Regions from separate parts of the Sus scrofa genome. Here all the other regions are linked to region 1. Evidence: chromatin contacts called from public targeted proximity ligation data. All regions are on one chromosome and are shown on one strand. The core of a region is the stretch at or near the end of the contact, and the rest is flanking DNA. Distances in the headings are between cores, read along the strand shown.

The links.
Region 2: a contact with region 1 is called in a targeted proximity ligation map of alveolar macrophages. A contact is called at or near these places in 2 of 2 datasets of targeted methods (alveolar macrophages and skeletal muscle).
Region 3: a targeted proximity ligation map of alveolar macrophages shows a contact between it and region 1. A contact is called at or near these places in 2 of 2 datasets of targeted methods (alveolar macrophages and skeletal muscle).
Region 4: a contact with region 1 is called in a targeted proximity ligation map of alveolar macrophages. A contact is called at or near these places in 1 of 47 Hi-C or Micro-C datasets (liver) and 1 of 2 datasets of targeted methods (alveolar macrophages).
Region 5: a targeted proximity ligation map of alveolar macrophages shows a contact between it and region 1.

Annotation. Positions count from the first base shown.
Region 1 is chr4:39,771,778-39,774,477 of Sscrofa11.1, forward strand. The region is part of intron 2 of CPQ (carboxypeptidase Q); the gene reads right to left. Among named protein-coding and RNA genes, the nearest start is that of CPQ, 83 kb to the right of the region's middle.
Region 2 is chr4:39,923,767-39,926,466 of Sscrofa11.1, forward strand. No RefSeq gene overlaps it. Among named protein-coding and RNA genes, the nearest start is that of CPQ, 69 kb to the left of the region's middle.
Region 3 is chr4:39,907,510-39,910,209 of Sscrofa11.1, forward strand. No RefSeq gene overlaps it. Among named protein-coding and RNA genes, the nearest start is that of CPQ, 53 kb to the left of the region's middle.
Region 4 is chr4:39,608,504-39,611,203 of Sscrofa11.1, forward strand. All of the region lies in intron 5 of CPQ (carboxypeptidase Q), which reads right to left. Among named protein-coding and RNA genes, the nearest start is that of CPQ, 250 kb to the right of the region's middle.
Region 5 is chr4:39,567,709-39,570,408 of Sscrofa11.1, forward strand. All of the region lies in intron 6 of CPQ (carboxypeptidase Q), which reads right to left. Among named protein-coding and RNA genes, the nearest start is that of TSPYL5, 210 kb to the left of the region's middle.

The DNA.
Region 1 (2,700 bases), core at 109-2,608:
ATATAAGTAGCAGAATAGAAGAAGTGATGGAAGAAAAGGATGTGTGCCAGCTATCTTTTAGGCATGCTACTATATGACACTTCTGGTCAGAACATAGTCACACAGCCACACATAGTTACACATAGTCACACCTAGACACAACAAAGGTTAGAAAAGATAACAGTCAGTTTAGATGGCCACGTTCACAGCTAAAAATTGAAAGGAGAAAGAACAGATACTCAGATGTGACTAGCAGTGTTTGATATCATTCTCCATAACTAACTGTTCTAAATGGTCACATTTTATCTCTACAATGAATCTGGCATCAGCACTGCTATCAGAATAAAGTTTCCAATTCTAAACTTTAATCATATCACTCCCTACTCAAAATTTTTCAACGGCTCTTCAATGTATATATATAAATTAAAATCCACATTCCTAAACTAGCTCCTTAAGACCAAACAAAATTTGATCACAGACTACTTTTCCAGTCTTATCTAATACCATTGCCCAAAACTGAGACAGCTTAACTACTCTCCATAATATTTGCTACCATTTAATGAGAGCCAAAGAATTTACATAGATTATGACCAATCTTCACCAAAGAATCAAACACAAAAAAACACTAAAACCAATATTACTGTCCCCCTTTTAAAGATGGAAAACCTGAAATTCACAAAAGCTAAGTAATTTGGGCATAGTCCCATATATATAAGTAAAAGGGATTTGAAAACATATCTGTGTGACCCCAAAGTACATTGCTTTTCTGTATCCTCCATCCCCACACCCCGCCCTACACTACATCAGCAGTCATCATACAAGCTTTTCTTCTGTCTTCTTAGAGGTGCCCCCACAGTACATGGAAGTTCCTAGGCTAGCAGTCGAATAGGAGCTATAGCTGCTGGCCTACAGCACAGCCAAAGCAAGGTGGGATCTGAGCCACGTCTATGACCTATCCTACAGCTCATGGCAACGCCGGATCCTTAACCCACACAGTGAGGCCAGCAATCGAACCTGCATCCTCATGGATACTAGTTGGATTCGTTACCACTGAGCCATGATGGGAACTCCCCAGGCGCTTCTCCTTTATGACCTTGTTCTGCTCTTTGCTATAATGTTCGTATCCTCCATCCCTGTTGAAATCTATCACTTACTGACATTTTAAACCATCTTCCATGATGGGTTAAAATACTCTCTCCTTCATGAAAACCTCTCTGAACTTTTTGCACCTTTCTCCCTCTACTCAATTACCTGACAACCAGAAGTACTTTTACCCTGAATTCCCACAATATTTTGTTGGTGTTTCCCTTGAGGTCTCAATCATATCCTACTCATATCATGCTTGGCTATATCCCAGCCTGGCCTTGCTCAAGGGTCCTTAGTCTCAGAGGGCTGGACCAGCGTGTTTGTCATGTACATCCCTAGTGTGGGTAGCACTGGGTACAAAGCTTTCTGGGTAATCATCTGCTTTCTGTAAAGTAAATCAATCTGAATTTAAGTATATCAAGTTTTCTTAAGAATAAGAACACCTGTTTAAAGATGTCTCTCCATACACTTTTGAGCAACTCTACAGCAACTCTGATGCCAGAATCAGCAAAGGGAAGTGAGACTGTGAAGAATGTATCACGCCCCAGTGATATCCTCGTCATATCCTTACGTCTTCAGGATCACGATGTACTGATTGGGAAATAGAAGATATTGTAAGATTAGTGACCTAAACAACCTTCCTCAAGCCCTGTGGCTTTTCCTCCTTCTGTTCAAATTTTGTCCTCTCAGCTCTGTCCCTATTCCATTAACTTCTTGCCTCTTTCACTGTTCTTCCCAATTTTCTGCTGTTAGTCATAAGATTCTAAATTACTGGTAAAAAGCAGTGCACTTTCTTAGACAACTGGCTGTACAAATTTGATTCTAAATGGAATAATTTTTGTTTGGTTTCCATTTTCTATATTCTCAAAGGCTCGTGGTGGCTTAGAATTCAATCTAGACAATTTCTATACATAGCACCAACAAAAGTATCACAGCCTTATTCATTGGTCTATCACTAATGCAAACCCCAATGTCTAATGCCTAGGAGGAATTTAATAACTGCTTAATGAAGAATGAATAAATGAATGAACCCAGAAAAGAGACTGCTTTATTTCTGATCCTTTCCTCACTATATTTCAAAGAATTAAAATGACATTACTAAATCAAAATTCACACATTTTAAATTCAAAATAAACCAGCGTTTATTACAAGGAAACTCACATTGAAAATCCATTTACCACTTTTGAAAACAAGCACCACAGCTTCTTATTCCAGTACAATAGAGAGTCTATGAATGCTGCCTAAAGCTAAGCTACTGCAATGGAAAAAAGGAATAAGGAATTTTCCTTTAGAATTTTAGGTTAACTGTCCAGAGCCCTGAGACTTATCCTTACCTCCTGCCTATTCAGCCAAGAGCCTAATTCTACCCTGGAGTGAAAAGAGACCCAAGATAACTATCCCAGCAGATCTTCCCTATGAAGTGGAGGAGCTCCTACAGGCTGAACACATTTGCACACCCCATGTTTACTGGCTTCAACACTTCCCACGGCTCAGCATCAATAAATGCCTAGAAAAAGCTACCTTCCCACTCCCTGTGCCCTGGCAAGAAAAGGAACTACTCTTGGGCCAAGGAGCTTGAGGGAATCTGAAAAGGTACTCAAGATGCCCTGAGCGAACCATCCAAAGGATTGATTT
Region 2 (2,700 bases), core at 80-2,579, 150 kb after region 1:
ACCACTTGCCCAGGCGCCATGTACGATGCTGTGTATGAGATCTTAAGAACTGAGAAAACAAAACCTGTACAGTGGCAGTGTTCAGCAAATTGACCACACTTCTCAGAGAGATGGCTGTACATCTAGCCAAACTTAGATGGCAAGGAGATATTTATATCATCTTTGCCAGAAAAAGATATATAATCAGGACTCATTATTCACAGCAGTTGCTTTATTCTATAAAGTCCCCATAAACACTAAACTATAGAATACTGAACCATGGCTCCTAAGGAAATACAAGGCTAGATTCCTGTGAACCTCTGGTTACAACATTTTTGTCTACTTATCAATACATAACCTTATTTTATATGTGTTCCTTTTAAAGACACCGTATTTAACATCTATTGATTCCTTAACATTGAACTTACTGACAACAGCATTATAACTCAAAGGCCTGAACAGAGCTTATCTAACACATGCTACTTTCCAATAAGGTACATCAGGGCCTTCCTGTGCTTAGCAACACTGGGCAGCACTTCAGCACTGCACCTGAGGACCGTTTTAAACAGTGTCATCACCCCCCAAAAAGCACCAAGATGTGAAAAATGTGGCACAAATAGATCACCACAAAAAAAAAGACACTTGTTTACAGTATGAGTGAAGAGAGAAGGAAAGGGAAAGGAGGGGAAGGAAAAAGAGAAGAAAGGAAAGGGAGAGAGAAGAAAAGAAAAGGAAGGAAAAGAAAAAAGACGAGTAAAAGAAAAAGAAGTAGGTCCTGCTGTGGTGCAGTGGGTTAAGAATCCAACTACATCAGCTTGGGTCCCTGGGGAGCCACGGGTTTGATCTCAGCCAGCACAGTGGGTAAAGGATCCAGCATTGCCACAGCTGTGGCGAAAAGAAAAAGAAGAAAAAGAAAATGAAGATATAATTCCTGGCTGTACCACTTACTAGCTGTGTGATCTTAAAAAAAAAAAAATTACTTCATGGCTCCATATCTGTTTCCCCTTCTCTGAAATGATGATAATTATACTACCTACCTCTAGGTGTGGAGTGAAGATGAAGAGTTAACACAAATAAAGCGTTTGGTGCAATGCCTGACACACAGGAAGCAGTATTTAAAGTGTTAGCTATCAAAATAAATTCATAAACACAAAGTACTGGGACATCATCACTCTTTCAGTAAAAATGTGTGATGGGTCCTCAGTAGCTGCAGCTCTCAGCCACCTCCCTCCCTCTTCTCCCCTTCCCTCCCCATCCTTTTTCTTCTTCCTCATCACTTCCTTCCCGCCTGTGCCACACACCCCCCTGGAGGCCCACACAGCGTGTTGAAAGCTCCTCCGCCCACAATAAGTCTGCTGACCAGAGGCCAAGTTTATTCTACAGGCAAGTAGCTCTCATTCCAGAATGAAGACAGCACTTCCTTCAAGCACAGACTGGACAGCTTCTGGAAGGAGCACCCTTCTCTACCGTATACCCAACACTGGCTGCCAAGGACAAACCGACCATCCACAGGCAGAAGGAGCCTTCTTGTTAACTCCGCGGCTCTGCAACTGCCCCTTCTCATGCCAGCAAGGAAGTAGAGCATCACCTTCTTGCCAGCATTACTTCGGTTTTCAGTGGGTCACCAGGGAAGCAAGGTTCCAAAGTAAAGAGAGATGAGGAACCCCATGAGAATGATAACGTCAAGGCGGAGGCCTTCTCCAAGCAAAGCTCCCACATGCATGTCTGAGCTTGGAGGATGTGGCAAGGAAGGCTGGGCCAGGGCCAACAAAAGTAGGAGGGAAGAGATACAATGGCCATCACACAAACAAAAGTTCCTTGGGTGGGGGACAAGGAAGGGTCGGGAGAGAGACACTCAAGCCAGCCCCGAGCTGGCAACATGAAAACCCCTTCCTGCCAAGGTTGCCAAGGATGCACTCCCAAGGCCAAGAGTATGTCATTCAGAGGTCTTCCCAGTGAAGCGTGTGTGGCGCATTCAGAGGCTGGCAGAAACCCTGCCTCAGATCTCCTCTTTGGAGCGTCCTCATCTTTCTGATCAAGACAAGAGGCCCTTTTTCACGGTCTTCATCATATTAGATTCCAGTTAGACACATCTAAACTTCCAAATTGAGCAGAAGAATGCTTTGAAAATCTACTGCCTTCACTGAAAAGGAGAGCTTGGGATTCAGAAAACATCAAATACTTAGCAAATTCGATACGTCCAACTACTGCAAATGACATCCGACAGCTACTCTGGCCATTAGTCCTTGACTTACCACATCTGTCTAGCGTTATAGTAATCGTTCATTCTCCCTTTCAAGGAGCTATGCTGCAGCCATCACATTAGACACGTCCCAGAACGGATTGCACTTAATCTTGCCCCAAATCTCGGAAAGGCTGTTGTTACAAACTATCCCCATTTCACAGTTAAGGAAACTGTGCAAAAAGTAATTTGCCAAAAATCATGTGCAAAGAATGTGGCTGAGCAAGGACCCAAAACCCAAGTCAGCCTGACTTTAATATCCATAGCCTTCCTACTGCATTGCACATAACCAGGCAATTGCCATGGTCTGCACTCTAGGGAACACACACTTGAAATGGTTTTATTTTCTCTCATCCCTCCTGCCTCTTGGGCTACAAGGCATCATATCTTTCAGCCCCTTAATAACATCTGGGCAGATTCTACAACTTCCTGATCACTTTCAGTTATTGAAAGAATATCATTCCAGTTTTTAAGACTCA
Region 3 (2,700 bases), core at 117-2,616, 140 kb after region 1:
CAGAAGTCTTGCATTGACTCTGCATAGAAGACTTCTCTACACCTCTCGACCCTAGCCCTCAAATCTATACCTGAAATCCTGAAAATGCCTTTGTTAACATATAGATGCATGAATTGGCATTTACAGGGGACTTCTTTTGAAATGTATATACTCATATCAGGATAAGACACTGGGACTTACCATTGACTGATCTCTCACACAGACCTTGGTCGGAGCTATCTTTATCAAATTCTTTCTTCAGACAACTCACTAACATCGAGGCATTAAAAAAAAAAAAAATTTCTGGGAGTTCCCGTCTTGGCGCAGTGGTTAACGAATCTGACTAGGAAACATGAGGTTGTGGGTTCGATCCCTGGCCTCGCTCAGTGGCTTAAGGACCCCGGCGTTGCCGTGAGCTGTGGTGTAGGTCGCAGACTCGGCTCGGATCCTGCGTTGCTGTGGCTCTGGTGTAGGCCTGCGACTACAGCTCTGATTAGACCCCTAGCCTGGGAACGTCCATACGCTGCGGGAGCGGCCCTAGAAAAGGTTAAAAAAAAAAAAAAATTCTCTGGAAAGGCAAATGCTAAAGGACATAGCCTTGTAGGGGTGCTCTCACTGGGACACTGTGGGCAAGTGAACTCTGACAGCAGAGCCACATGGGGGCCCTCAACATGGGGATGTGAGTGGAGGGGTCCTGCCACATGGCAGGAAGATAAGGAAAAGAGGCCGCCAAGGAGATCGCATCACATTTTGCCAGAAGTTGCCTGGGTCACGATTTCAAATCTCCAAAAGGTTTTTTTGTCCCAAATAAGCATTTTTCACTTTTTACGTCGTGGGAGTGTTTTCTCAACTGTCTATGAAGAATGGAAAATTAAAATACAGCTACTACATTAGAATGGGGTAGCAACCAAACACATATTTTGGGTGACCATTTCAATAAGACAACTCAAAAAAATTTTAACAGATGGAAGTTAATCCACACCAAGCCCACCAAGCATCCTAACTGGCTCAAACACCTACCCTTGGATGATATTCCCCCATTTATCCAGACACCAGAAAGAAAAGAAAGCTTTTCTGAAGGGTCTTCATTGTGAAAGCTGAGGAAACTGAAAAGCTTTTTTTCATTCTGGGGGGGTGGTGGTGGTGCACAAAGAACAGGATGTGGGCATTGATGCCAGCTTTGTGAAATATAAACAGGAAATACCACCTATGGCCATAATGAGACTTGAAACACTAGTTCAGTGTCATTGAGATGGAGCCAAACCCAAATGAGTTTTTCTTTAACAGATTTTAGACACTTTTGATTTGCATATTCTACTCAACATGATTCAATTACAGATCATCTAACTTTGTAATTCCCCTTGCCTCTGACTTCTCCTTTGTCATCCCCCCAATACCTCCAGCCATCTCACTACCTACTAATGTCTGGGTGAAAAGAAGGAGGAGGAGAAGGAGGAAGTTAAATCCGTATCAGTCAGTTATACGTCTTAGCAACACTGCAACATGTTCACAAAGGAAAAGTGAGGTTTCTATATTACCTGGGAGTTCTGTTTAACCATATGGGAATAGCAAAATGGGAAATAATATGTTCACGTTGTTACAGGTCTCCTTAAAATTCCATGGTTCTTTTTTTAAAAAACAAAAATTATTTTGCATCAAAAAAAAAAAATCCTCTTCATCTGTGAACATGCACCTCTGGTCCATGGAGAACTTCATCCCACATTACCCGCCATTCCCCACCCCCCCGCCCGCACCCCCACACCAGCCCACCTGCAACCACCATTTAAGGGGCCGCATACCGATTTTATTCTCATGAAAATGGGCTTGTGCCTGGTTCCCTTTCCACTGACCATCTTGGATCACTGAGTTACAGAGCATTTCCTGAAGCATTTCCTAGAAGCTGGTGGCCACTCCTTCATCACTTAACCAGGAACAACACCTCTCCCACCCCATCTGTTCTGAGATGCTACAAGTCAATCAAGAATTTTGGATCCATTATATGAAAAGGGAAGCCGTGTTCATCCTACACAGCAACTACAATACAAAGACAACTTAAGGTTCCCAGGTTAAACCAAACCATCGATCCCATCCATATGAGAATAGACCTAAAAGCTTGTGGTGGCCTCGAGGAAAGACCGAACTATCCAAGGAGCGAAACTCTATGGAGAGTACACTAGCTTATATCCAGTTTTCATTTCCAGTGACAACTAGGTATTATCTTTCATTAAGAGATAAAGGAGGAGTTCCCTGGCGCCTCAGCAGGTTAAGGATCTGGCATCACTGCTGTGGTTCAGGTTGCTGCAGTGGCATGGGCTTGATCCCTGTCCCAGGAACTACTGTGTGTACGAGAGATAAAGGAACTTAGGGTCAGAGAGCTTAGGTATAGTTGTCCAAAGCCACACAATTAGTAAGTTAAGTGACACAGCTAGGGTTTAAATCCAGGTCTAGATCATTAAAATCCAGTAAACACAAATCTGGTGATTTTTTTCAAATAGTCTTCCTCTTTGGAGCTGCTATAGGGAGGAAATGAGTTTGCAAAAACTTAGTAGTGGAGGTGGCAAATGGTGCCTGATGAGGAAGGTTTAGAACTCCCTTAAATAAACAGCCTCCACTTTTACCTTTTTATGCACTGGAATACCATAAAGTTTAATGGGGTGGGGGGAGGATTGAAAATATCTTTTTTTAAAAAAGGTTAATATATACACAGTTTATTGCTCTAGG
Region 4 (2,700 bases), core at 33-2,532, 160 kb before region 1:
ATGGGTAGTGGATATCTGACCATAGGGGCCTCTTGCTTTTCCAGGTCATTATGTCATGTCTTAGGTACAAAAGCCATTAGGGCAAGGGAGAAATTTTTATGGTCTGGTAAAGTATTTATAGGCACTTGTAAAAATTTACTTTAGACTTTAGGGGACTGTCGTCTTAGAGAGACTCCCCAAGTTTAACTGCTGCCCTCTAAGGGCCAATCTTACAGGCCAAGTTCAGAGTCTGTGAATACTTCCCTTCTGAAATGAAACCAAACCCACGCAGAGTTATGTGCTTAGTGTGGGAAGGAATGTGATGCCTCCATTCTCGGAACTTTCCCAGGACCCCCTGTCCTCAAACCTTAAAATCAACCTAAAAGAGTTCCTTTTCCCTGTGTAGACACTAACAATTTTTAAGAACACTGTTTCCTGTCCTATTCTAACTTATTTATATTTAATGTGCACATTTAATGCTTGTTAAAACACACCATCATGGCCCATCTTTGGATGTATAAGCATGCACTTAAGAATTCCACTAAAAAAAGAAACTAACATTTTATAATAGGAGAAGGGAACATACAAATCCAAGAATATTCATTTGGACTAACTGTGCAGAAATCAAGAAGAGTAAATGGCATAGTCAAAGCTATTTGAAATATAAGACTCTTTCGTTCAACAACTACTCTGGTGGCGGCGGGGGGTGGAGATTTAGGCTGATGAAGACAGTCATGCTCTTTGAAACTTACACTCTAGAAGAGAAAGCGAGTAAGAAATTCCCACATTATTCTTATCGTCATTGCCATTACCATCTATCATTGTGGTATACACTTTGAATTTGTCTAAATAAAACTGATTTTTTAGAAATTAAGTTATCATTGTTCTGGATGGAAATTGAGGTTACACCAGAGAGAGACTTGAAGCAGGTTCAAGGGTAGAACTGGGAGGTAGGGCAGAAAGGTAAAAAATTGGAGGAGAGCAATGAGGCAGTAGTAAAAGCCAGGACAGCATCACCAGTGTGATTTCAGAGATGGTCAACAAGATGGGGGACCAAGGCAACCAAGATTTAGGGGTGCTCCACGCTGTACCTGACACTGGGCTGAGATGTTTCCAGACACTCTATCATATGATTTCAGAAACATGACATTATTTAATTCTGCAAAGCAAGTAATAGTGCCTTCCTCTTTTACAAATAATGAAACTGAAAGATACAGAAATTGTGACTTGCCTAAGAGTACACCACTGGTAAGTGGCTGAGCTAGGACTCTAATTCAGGGCTGTGTCTCATGCCCAATCCAAGCTCTTAACCACATCTGGCTACTGTCCTCCCAAGCGATGAGCTTCATGGAAAGATCTGACCAGTCCTGTGCAACCTCTGCCTTCTTCCCTCTTTTTTAAGGTAAAACTGTCCCATTAGAGAATATTCGCTAACAAAGCTACTGTATTTGTCCCGTTACTCAGGAGTCCACATTAGCACCTTCAAATTCCATCTAAATCTGTCCAATTTGAAGAGACAGAGCAGCAAGAACATGGCCCATAGACAGTTGGAGAAATGTGTTTGGTCAGTAGGGGTGAGAATCAGGACCAATGCGAAGAAAGACATTTCCTAGGCTGATGGAAATAAGCAGTCAAGCCCTAGGACTTCAGGAGCTGAACAACACTTGATATCCAGATTTATGGCAACAGAAATGGCAAAAGTCTTGGGTCCAAGAATCATCACCAACTTAAAATAACCAGGAGGAGACAGAGAAAGAGAATACCTTATCTTGCTCATGGGTTGCTGAAGACTCACTTGCATTTGGGGGACCTGAGCTCCAGAAATATTCAAATGACATCTAAAAAACCATAAGCCTAGCACCCAGTCAGACACATTGAAAAAATGTATCTCCTGCACATAAAAATCAGAAGGCTTCTCAAATACAGAAAATACGACTGTCAAGGTTATTGTGAAAAATAAGCTCTAAGTGTAAATATATTTATTTTTGTTGTCAACACTAAGTCCTATTGGAAAACAAAAACTCACAAGCACAGTATAAGGGCTCTAAGTATTCAGAAAAAAAGTGTTGTTTTTTTTTAAGCATCAAAGTTTCACTGTTTCTACAGAGGGAGATTATAGCAGAAGGAGAGTCACAGTTGCATTCAGGGAGATCTGGAGGGAGGGCAGAAAGCTGATCGAGGAGGGGACTGGTGGAGAGTGACTCCATCCTAGTGAAAAGTATTTACAGCTCCACTGCTGCTGTGTTAGAGACAGCTGGTCAGCTGTGCAGGGGGTGAGGCTGGCGGAGAGAGGAGAGCAGGATTTACCGGGTATTAACCACAGTGCCAGACACCGTGCTAAGTTCTTGCCAGACATTATCTCACTTAATTTTCACAGCAGTGCTATGGTACCTGGGAGTATTATAATCCCTGAGGCTGATAGCCTCAAGTTACAGCTAAGAAACAAAGGCTCAAAGAACGTAACTGCCTTGCACTGGGTCGCAGAGCTGCTAAGTGCTAGAGGCTGGATATGAACCCATTGTCTGTGCCTTGTCAACTGGACCACCCCGATCAAGACTCTCTCTTATTTTGAGACTGTTTTCTGACATATGAAAGACAGAAATAATTCAGGACAAATACTAAAGGCAAAGATGGGTCACTGGGGCCTGAACTTCAAGGTCATGAGGAAATAACTGAGCTGCTCTCTGGTGTGTGTTTCACTGAGTCGGCCACGCACGGAGT
Region 5 (2,700 bases), core at 48-2,547, 200 kb before region 1:
GGTAGCATTTTTTACTGTGCTTCCTACATGCCAGAGCCTGTGTGAAATGCTTTACAGCTGATCTCATGCAATGCTCATTCTATAAGTGCTCTTGTATCTCTCACTTCACAGATGAGGCAACTGAGGTTTTGTCAGGCTAATTAACTTCCCCAAGGTAACCTAGCTGGTAAGTGGTGTAGCCAGAATTCAAACCCAGAGGTCTGCCTCCCCACGTCTGTGCTCTCAACCCCTCCACTGCCCTGTCTACTGAAGCTTATTCCCAACTGTCAGGCCACAAATCCTCACTTTGAATTCAAGAACTACAAAGGCTGTAGTGAAACTAATGTCCAGTGTTTAAATTTTCTTTGCATGATCACAATATAGGGTCTGCTTGCATAGAATTTATTATCCCTGCTAATTAAGTAATTTGATTAAGCAAAGAGAAGAACAAGAACAAAAACAAAAACAAAAGCAAGAACAAAACTCTTGCTCCATCACTTCCTTCCAAGTAAGAATAAAAAGCCTAAAATAATAAAACATCTTTTCAACCGAATTGGACAGGATGTGTAGATGTCAGTAAACCAGAATTCTGGCAGAGGTAAAGACATGTGTGATTTCTATTCATGTAGAATTTTATTAGCTGCTGCTAACCTGATGGCAGCATTCTTTTGTTTTCTATTTATATATAAACATCTCCATATGTTTTCAATAAAGAACTAAGAAAACAAACCACCCACCGTCCATGACACTGCTTTTTCTCCTCATTTATGGAGTCATTGTCTAATCGTTAGCACATGGCCAAAGAGCTGGGAAAACAAAATATGTCTGCACAAAGAAATCAGAATGAATGAGCTGGGTCACTGGGCTCTTAGATCCACTGCTTCTCAGGAATGTGTTGTCACAAACATCCGTGTTACTTGCTCTGCCATGATTCTTTGGGGACACACTCAGTGTAGATTTCAAAAGCTGATTATAGCTGGTGACAGCGAAGCAGAGCCATGCTGGTTTCACTCAAGCCTCTTGAGCATACATAACAAGATATCCGTTCTCCTGTTTACAGGGTGGAGGAAGAAACCTTCTTCTAGAGACTGAATGCATTATTGGTGAGGCAGCTAGCACCGATCGAGACAGACAGGAAAATGAGGAGGCTGAGAAGCTCAGTGATGAGCTCAGATATCATCTGCAAACTCCCACTCTGCTCTCTTAATAAAGAGAAACATCTCTTTATTAGGATCCATGGAAACTGTCATTCATTGCCAGGTAATGGACCTAATGCAATGTAGAGAAATGCTCCTGGCTAACCTCCTAGGTTGGGATCAGTGGATTAGTTAATATCCGCTCAGAGTTGAGGATTCCCAGGACTTTGTTTTGCGCTGGAGCCACATCCTATCACACTTCTTCTTCTTCTTCTTTTTTTTTTTTTAAAGGGTCAGCTAACTCTGCCAAAGAGCAATTTGGTAACCATTAGCATTCTTTGGGTGCAACGCAAGACGAAAAAGAAGAACAGTGTTTAAAATACATATTGCATGTTTTCAAATGCTTACTTCCTAATATAAACACGAGGATGATGTTTGTGTTTTTGCATTTATAAAATTCCAGATTCATAAAATTATAAAAATTCCTTCTTCAGAAACCTAGACCCAAATCCAACATCTCCCCTCCTACCACATTTGGCTTCCTTTTTGTTTTAGAGTTTTTATTTTCTCATAACCTAGGTAACCTGTCTTTGGTTTGGACCTAAAGTGACATTGTAATCCCAAAATCAAATGAAAAGAAAAAGAGACTCTTAATTATTTGAGTTAATCGTGTAGCCTCCTCAGTTCCATCTCCAAAGAAGTAAAAACTCCACCCTGAAAGGGGTAATTAGTCGCAGTACCACTTTCCTGCTCTGGTAAATGTTACTATTTTACAAATGATGGTGGTAAAGTTCACAAAAGGAAATCATTCCATGAGACCATGTGCTGAGTTGCCAGAATCATCTTCTCTAGCGCTGCCATTGTGGCTGGAATTCCCTGGAGCTGGAGGTGAGTGCCTCACAGGGCTTTAGCTCTGTATTTACCCATGGTGATTGGATGATAGGCAAAGAGGTTTCTCCTCGCTGTGCAAAATCAAGAATAATTTTACTTTCTGGTCAGGTCTACCCTGGGATTCAGACTTTTATTTCTGACTCTCTAGCATTCAGTCTTGAACAGCCTTGGGGACCCAGGGAGAGCTAGGAAAGCGACGATGACAGGGTGGAGGGCCATAAGTTATTTTTATTTGACAGCTAAACTGGCTGCAGCTCTGGGGAATGGGCAGTCTTGGGTTAGCTACATGAGTACTAAAATTACAGACACCTATTGTGGTTTGGCCACCATGCTGCCTGGAGACGGGGACAGAATAACTGGCTTCCAGAGGTCCCTTTCCAGCGCTATCATTCTATGAGTGTGCACAGTAGGTTTCTCTTGCCAGACAAGCCTGTGTTTTCAGGCAATTCAATTTTCTCAGTGCCTTCCGAAGCACTCTAGATCTCAGTGAATTCTCCTCTTGAGCTGGTTAAGGCCCATAGATGGCCCTTAATCTTATGGAAAACACATAATCCCTCTATAAATGTCACTATGGTAACGAGAGCGAGTTGGAAGGCTGAAAAGATGGCATAAAAACATAAGAAATAAGAACTTTATTTGTATTCTATAGGAGATATTAACAGTATTCACATTTCTTTTAGGACTAAAAACAACT